Linked DNA regions of Rattus norvegicus: region 1 is linked to region 2. The links are chromatin contacts, called in public Hi-C maps. All regions are on one chromosome and are shown on one strand. The core of a region is the stretch at or near the end of the contact, and the rest is flanking DNA. Distances in the headings are between cores, read along the strand shown. Region 1 holds the start of Asap2 (ArfGAP with SH3 domain, ankyrin repeat and PH domain 2). Region 2 has its middle 63 kb from the start of Asap2.

The links. Hi-C and Micro-C count contacts between places; a contact is called where the count stands out from the background.
Region 1: a contact with region 2 is called in a Hi-C map of Schwann cells, with 9 times the contacts expected there. The contact joins the promoter of Asap2 here to the enhancer-like site in region 2. A contact is called at or near these places in 7 of 12 Hi-C or Micro-C datasets (the A7r5 cell line, Schwann cells, frontal cortex and 4 more) and 1 of 1 datasets of contacts at active chromatin or transcription factors (oligodendrocytes).

The regions. Positions count from the first base shown.
Region 1 is chr6:46,385,144-46,388,758 of GRCr8, reverse strand. Asap2 (ArfGAP with SH3 domain, ankyrin repeat and PH domain 2) reads right to left here and starts at 2,154. Exons shown (of 27, transcript NM_001108704.2): 1 at 1,733-2,154. The coding sequence starts at 1,858.
Region 2 is chr6:46,321,993-46,325,893 of GRCr8, reverse strand. No RefSeq gene overlaps it. Among named protein-coding and RNA genes, the nearest start is that of Asap2, 63 kb to the left of the region's middle. Within about 2 kb of position 1,448, at least 2 of the 93 cell types and tissues checked have an H3K27ac peak or open chromatin away from gene starts, as enhancers often do. A contact at or near this core is called in Schwann cells, where this site is marked.

The DNA of each region.
Region 1 (3,615 bases), core at 905-3,404, 62 kb before region 2:
TCTACCAGTATTAATGATACTTAACGGATCCGATACCGTGAGAGAAGCATGGTAACTTCATAAACAAGAGTTTTCTTTTGAGGACATCGCACACAGCGCGCGCCCTTCCCACAGAAGGACTCCTACCTTTTTGAATGCCGTCATTCTTAGAAGCATTAATGATGTATTTTCAGAACACTGTTGACTATTTTCCCAGTGCTTTTCAACTTGGCACTCGTGGGGGGAGGGGCTCCACATGCCTCATCTCCAACCTGCCTTGTCTAAAGGCATCGTTGACATCTAAAGACCATGCTAACAAAAGCAGACTAAGGCAATCTGCACTCACTGAACTCACCACAAAAGACTTCCAAGCAGATCTTTTGGAAGAGGGGTGAGAGAAAAGAAAGGGTGGGGGCCAAAGGGGGACAGCGGATATTAGCTATACTTCCAGTAGCAGGATGCTGATCCCAGTATTTTTCCTTGAGTCTAGTCTGAACTGTGTGTGTCTACAAAGAAACATATTCTACACGAAAGAAAAAATAGTCCAGGCTTTTTTTTTTTCCCCAAACGAAGCTTAATAGCGAATGCTTTGTTCAAGCAAGGGGAAACGATGTAATGACATAGCTTAATTTAAAAGCTCTCTGAAGACCAACCCCTCCCCCTCCCCCAACCTCTGGCACAGGTATTTTAAAATATCTACATCTTACCCTGATCTTAAAATTCTGGCCAAAGGAAATCTACTCATCAGTTCACTACTGCTACACGTGTGTGTCTCGGACTCCAGCTACCGATTGTGAGTCCAGCTGGATACACAAAGCCTAAGGAGCTGAAAACATGCAACTGTAAATTCTGTTTGGGAGGTAAAGAAAATGATGGAAGTGAGGCTGTCCCAAGCCACGATCAGCCGTGGTCCCTGGACTCACACAGCCTCTTCCAAGCCTGCTTCAATTTTCAAACCAAGCTGTTTCATTCTTGCCATCCCTCTTCCCCGGGATCTGGAGAGCTCGCTGCTTAGCCACTCAATACGATGACTATGCACCTTCAAAACCCTTACTAAAATCAGGCCTTTTTCAGGTTAAGGGCAAAAGAGCTGACCATACTGTCAACAGGCACCACACAGGTAGCTCAGGAGCGGCCAACAAGGGCGTTTTGAACCTCAAAGCGCTGGTTCTCCACATCCCTCCGCAGCGCTGCTCTGCGGCACGCAGTGGGAACTGCCAGGCCTCCCAAGCTGGGATGGGCACCCTTGCCTAAGAAGCTTGGGGGTCCCCTGGATCTGCTCTGCTTGTTGGCTCAGAACGCACAGCTGCCCCCGCCGGGCCACTTCTGGAACAAGTTGGAGAGGTCCGCGCAGGGGGACCCATCACTCCAGGGCCGCAGAGCTCGCAGGGGTCCCGGCTCGCAGCCGCCACGGACTCCGCAGCCGAAGTTGACCTCTCCAAGGATGGGAGCAAAGGACCTGAAACCCTGCGAGTGAAATGGGAGCAGACAGGAGGGTTCGCCAAAAAGGCCCAAGGTGGCCAACCAGCCTCTCCCCAGAGCCACCTCTCAGGGAACAAAGGGCTTCTGTGTCGGGCACTGCTGGCCCGGCCGCGTCCAGCTCTGGGGGACCAGAAACTTTTCCCGGGTATGGGCGCAGGCGGCGGGCACTAGGCATCCGGCACCAGGCGCCGAAGCCTAGCGGGTCCCCAGGGCGCAGCGCGATCCCCACGGCCCTAGCCTCCCGCCCCGCGCAGCCGAGGCTACCACTCACCTCCTCGATGGCCGCCACGGTGTTCCGGCACTGGGCCGTGCGCGTGGTGAAGCTAGAGGCCGTGGGCGCCTTGTAGTCCTCATGGGTCTCGGCCACGAATTCCGACACGGAGATCTGGTCCGGCATCGCCGCGGCGCCGGGGCGCGGACCGCCGCCGCCTCAGTCGCCCAGGGCGCGGGCTCCGACCCCGCCGCCGCCGCCGCTCCGGGCCGCGGACAAAGGGGAGCGCGGGGCGCGGGAGCCGCCGCAGGACGCGGGAGCCACCGCGGGACGCCCGGTGGGAGCAGGGGCGCGCGCAGCCCGCAGCTCTGCCCGCTGTGCTTCAGGAGCCGCCGCCGCCGCGTCCTCTCCGAGCGAGCCCAGACGCGGGCGCGCACAGCCGGCGGGAACTGCCCGCCACCCAGCCGCTGGCCCCAACGCCTCCCGCGGAGAGGGGCGGGTCCCGGCCGGGGAGGGGGCGGTGGCCGGCGGGGCGGGGCGGGGCGCAGGCCGGGCCGCCAATCGGCGCGCTCGCCGCCACCGCGCCGCCGGGAAGCGGAGGCCGCAGGAAGGAGGGCGGTGTGCGCTCCGGGCCGGTCAGCCGCTGCGGGCCGCCGCATTGTGTCTGCCTTCGGGGCGTGCAATGGTTCGAGGGCGCGCCCTATCCTGAGCTGCGGTGCCCGTCCCCCACCCCGCACCCTCCTTGAGCCCTAGCCACATTACCCAGAGGGCGTGGACAGGTACCGGGGACACCGGCTTCCGGGCTGGACGGGAGCCCACTCTTTTGCTCCCCAGTTCCACCCCTGGGCTAACAACCCCCTGAATTCCCCACCAGCATATCAGGGAAGGGCTAGTGTAGACAGTGTGGGTAGCTCGCCCCCTACAGGACGGTGAAATCCTCCAGGGCACCCTAGCGGGACTGGTCGCAGGGACAGGTTGGGATGCAATAATAATGTTCTTTCTGTCTGTGCGCCTCCTCACAGCCTTAAGAAGCCAGGGGTAAAGATGGGTATTTTGCATGGGAAGTTGACCATAGATCACCTGGTATAGGTGGAACGGGAGTTCAAACCCATGGCCTTCGACTTGGAAGAATACTTCCAGGCCCTAGTAAACATCATATTCCTTAAGCTTGTAGAATTAGGGATACTCCCAGTTACGTGTAAACAATTTTAGGGTGCTAGGCCAAGCTTCACCCTGAGAAGATTGCAGAACACACTGATATTGCTATCAGAAGTGGGGGGTACCCAAAAGAACCAGAGGTAGAGCATGAGATAAAGGGTGTTATTGTACCTGATGGTTCTCAGAGAGAGAGAGAGTACTCCAACCCGCAGCTGGCCGATCACGAACAAGACTGGGTCAATAAATCATCTGAATTAGTACATTTTCCTCTATATCGCCTATGGAAATTCTCAGCTGTATTTTAAAATCCAGAGGTTCTCAAGACACTAGTCAAAAATCACACCCTATAACTCCCCGAGGCTTGAGGCATGGTTACTGCAGCTGCCAACAATACAGCCTAGAGAAACTTTACAAAACCCTTTTGTGTGTCAGAAAAGGAGGGAGTGTGAGAGCCATTGTAAACCCAACATGGGAGATAAAAGTGGTCTCCTGCTGCCATAGGACAGTAGACCAGTCAATCTTTTTAAAGGCTCCCATGGACAAATTTGCTGTATGAGGTGGCAGCTGGGGTCAGACATTATGTATGGCTTCTGGTATTTTACTAGCACTGTGCGTGAATAAGTTCAGTCTTCAAAAATAGCCGTGCCGGTGGGTAGCTTTTATTCCTGCGCTGGGCAATAAACTGCAATCCCAGAGCTCAGCATCTCACTGCCACCTTCTACCCGTGTGAACCTCCATTCATTCCGTGTCTTGGGAACACACCTGTCTTGGCGTGTATACCTCCA
Region 2 (3,901 bases), core at 199-2,698:
TACAAACTTCAGCTTGAGGTCAGAAGAATGGGCTAGTCAGGGACACACAGGCCCACAGACTTCCTTATAGTTCTTATTTTAATGTTTTTGCATGTGTATGCATATGCACTGTGAATGCGTGTTTACATATGTGTGGGCACATGTGTATGTGTGGGCACCCCAGGAGTAGACATTGGGTGTTTTCCTACACTACTCTCTATTTACTGAGGCCAGGCCTCCTCCTGGGCTGGAGCTTGCTGACTCCATCGAGGCTAGCCAGGCAACCCTGAGGATGCCTCGTCTGTCTCACAGATGCTGGGATTACAGGTAACTGCCATACCTGCCCAGCTTTTATGTGGTTCTAGAGATCTGAATTTCAGTCTTCAAGCCTACACACACGGTGTTTCATGCACTAAGCCATGGTCTCCCCACAGACCCTTCTGAAAAACAAAATAAGTTTTGGTGTTTAAGTAATGGCAGACCCAAGGGAAGCTACAGTTGGGTTCATGCATCTGTCTGTCCTTCCATTTCAATCTCTGGTCCTGTCCGGCATAGCTATAGATGCCAGGGATACCCCGAGTGAGTGAGTGAGTGTGTGTGTGTGTGTGTGTGTGTGTGTGTGTGTGTGTGTGCACTGCGTGCACGGTATTCAACACAGTTTCAGGCCATATATAGATCTGTGTCATCACCATCACTGATGGTTCTTCCTGAATCAATATGGTTAGAAAATGGCAGAGAAGCTTTTGTGGGGAGGTGACCCCAGGTTCTCCTAATAATGAGCCTCCCTGATCCACCCCTGACTCTGTACCCTTTGTCCCAACTTTCTGCTCGGCTCAGTTTGGAGTACCCTCCCCCTGTGGTCCATCCATAAATAATGAGTGCCTAAGCTGCATTTACCAGAAAAGGATACATTATCTAGAAGGCTTTGCAGGGCCTTGTGTTAATTTTGGCTCGAGTAAAAGAAAACATACTTGCATGATTTGTCGATAACATTTAACAGTTGCATTTAGTGCTGGAGAGATAGCTCAGCAGTTAAGAGCACTGATTGCTCTTCCAGAGGTCCTGAGTTCAAATCCCAGCAACCACATGGTGGCTCACAACCATCTGTAATGAGATCAGATGCCCTCTTCTGGTGTATGCGAAGACAGCCACAGTGTACTCATATGTAATAAATAAATAAATCTTAAAAAAAGAAAAAACAAAAAACCCCAGCTGCAGTCAATCTTGGAGTAACCCTGAAGTCCGTGTCATGAGGTTAAAGCCCAGCTTGATGCACAAGTGACACCACTGGGGTGCTTCTGGTTTTTGACTAAATTCTACACTTTAAGGCGTCTTTCCTTTCTGAGAAACCTAGCAAGTGAACTCCAGCGAAAGCAAGGGAGAGGGAAATGCCCTATCTCCTTGATATCAATTTTATGCTCCATATATTTTGGTTCACTCACTAGCACTTGAATTCTTCCATCCATTAACTCTGATGTTGGAGGGCTGAAAATCGAAGCCCCAGACACACCCAGTGGAAAAACAGTCCTGCAGGCGTCAGAATCGGCAACTGGCGTAGTGAAACAGCGCCATCTACTGGCCATTCTTAGCGTTGCATCCTAGGATGGCTCTTGAATATCTTGGATTTGAGCCTTGTCAGTCTGTTCCTACAATGCCTCCCAATAGGAGCAATTTAGCCAACTTCAACGGCTCCCAGACTAAAGGAAGTTTTGTGTTGAGAAGTTAGTGGTCAAGAGGACGCCAAGATGAAGCTGACATGGCCTCCCACACCCTTTGGAAGGGGACAGAGCCAAGCAATGGTGACAGTATCTAGGGGCTCTGAGTCAGGCAGCATAGGGTTTGAGTTGTGAGTCTGTTCCTTGTCAGTTACTGGACCTAGGACAAGCTTCTTAGGCATCTTCATTCATTCTACGAGACAGGGCTTTCCTGGGGAGCCAAAGATGGCTTCACATTGGAGACTCTCTTGCCTTAGCACCTCTAGTGCTGGGATTATAAGGGTGAACTTATAATCATGACTGGATTACTTAAACTTTGGAGGCTCATGTTTATAACACATAGCAGGGAACAGGACTAGTGATCTGACCCTAATTAGGCCAGCATGGCCATTAAAAATATGTGAACTGGGCTGGAGAGATGGTTCAGAGGTTGAACTCATTGTCTGCGCTTCCAGATGTCCTGAGTTCAGTTCCCAGCAATCACATGGTGGCTCACAACCATCTGTAATGTGTTCTTGGCACCCTCTTCACTGCACATAATAAATAAATAAATCTTAAAAAAATAAGTGAACCACAAGGGACAAAGTAAATCTGCCAAATGGAAGATAAATGTAGTTATTACTGACTAATAAGACTAAGACTAAGAAGGAGGTATGGGAGACAGGGATGGCTGTACAAATGAGACACAAGAGATGAGGTTTTGTAGGATGAATAGGAGTTTTCCGTTCAAAGGGGAAGGGCAGTCTGGGTGCAGAAACCATGGATACAAATGTATTTTAGTAAGAAGTGTCATGCTGTACTTAGGACATTTCACTGAGTTTGGTGTGGTCTAAGCTTAAAGTATGTGAGGTGGGGCTGGAGAGATATCTCAGTGGTTAGAACACTTACCACTTCTACTGGGACCGGAGTTTGGTTCCCAGCATCTATGTACAAGGGCTCACAACTGCCTGTAACCCCATCTTCAGGAGATCCAATGTCCTGCTCTGGCCTCCGCAGACCCCCTTCATGCATATATGCACATGCATGTAGTCTCTTTTACTCACATACACGCCCACAATTGAAATAATAAAATGAATCTTTAAAACCCTGAAAGAAGCAGAGTCGGTGAGTTTGGCCGGAACCTCCAGGAGAGCTCAGGAGTCCATCTTGCTTCTAAAATTCCTCCATCCTCCCACCACCCCAGCCTTGACACTCCCTCTCTGGGCCCCCTGGAGCCTCCCTACCTCTGCTACCATTGCCACCCACCACACTGCCTCTGACACTGGCTAGCTACAAGGTTTGGTATAGGGTGAGCTGTGGCTTGGGACTAGCTTTTCCCACAAGCCACAGAAGTGCAAAAGCCACATTCTGTAAGGCACACCAAGACGTCGTACCTCTTGGGTGGTGCTTCCTCCACGGGCTTGGGTGGCTTCCTGACAGGAAGTTCGTCTCTAGATTTGAAAATGGACTATGGGACCATCTGGGGACACTTTGATCTTAGGGGCTGTGTTGGTAGTGTCCCTATACCCTGGGCTTCTCCTCTGATGCATGCTCCTCTCTGATGCATAGTGGCATCTATGTATGTAACTATCTATCATGTGTGTGTGTGTGTCTGTCTGTCTATCATCTATGTATCTATGTAACTATTATCTATGTATCAATCTATCCATTATGTATCATGTATCCATCTCCATCTCTAGAAACAAAGTGGTCAACAGGTGGCGCTGTGGGGACAGACCTGCACCAGAAACAAAAGCTCAGAGGACAGTGTGAGGCAAAATAGGGACTGGAAACTAGAGGGTGTGGGGTCCATCTAAACCCATCCTGCTTGGATGCACACTCCCAAACAGGGATATAGCACCAAATATAAGCACACAAGTTTGTTCACACGCATGTCATATCTGCTAGTAAAATGGATGTACACATACCTGCATACCTACATTCCTAAAGTGCATTGATACATGTGTACATGCATGGCAGTACAAACACACATATGTGGGTGCAGAAAACTAGTATAGACCGAAAGTACTGTATGAGTATATGTGTTAAAGTGTGCTGGCTAGTTTTATGTCAGCTTGACACAAGCTAGAAACATCAGGGGACAGAGCCTCAATTGAGAAAATACCCCTAAAAGATCAGGCTGTAGGACAGACTGTAGAGTATTTTCTAAATTAGCATTTATTGGGGAGGGCCCAGTCCATAGTGTGTAGTGTCATCCCCAGGCTGGC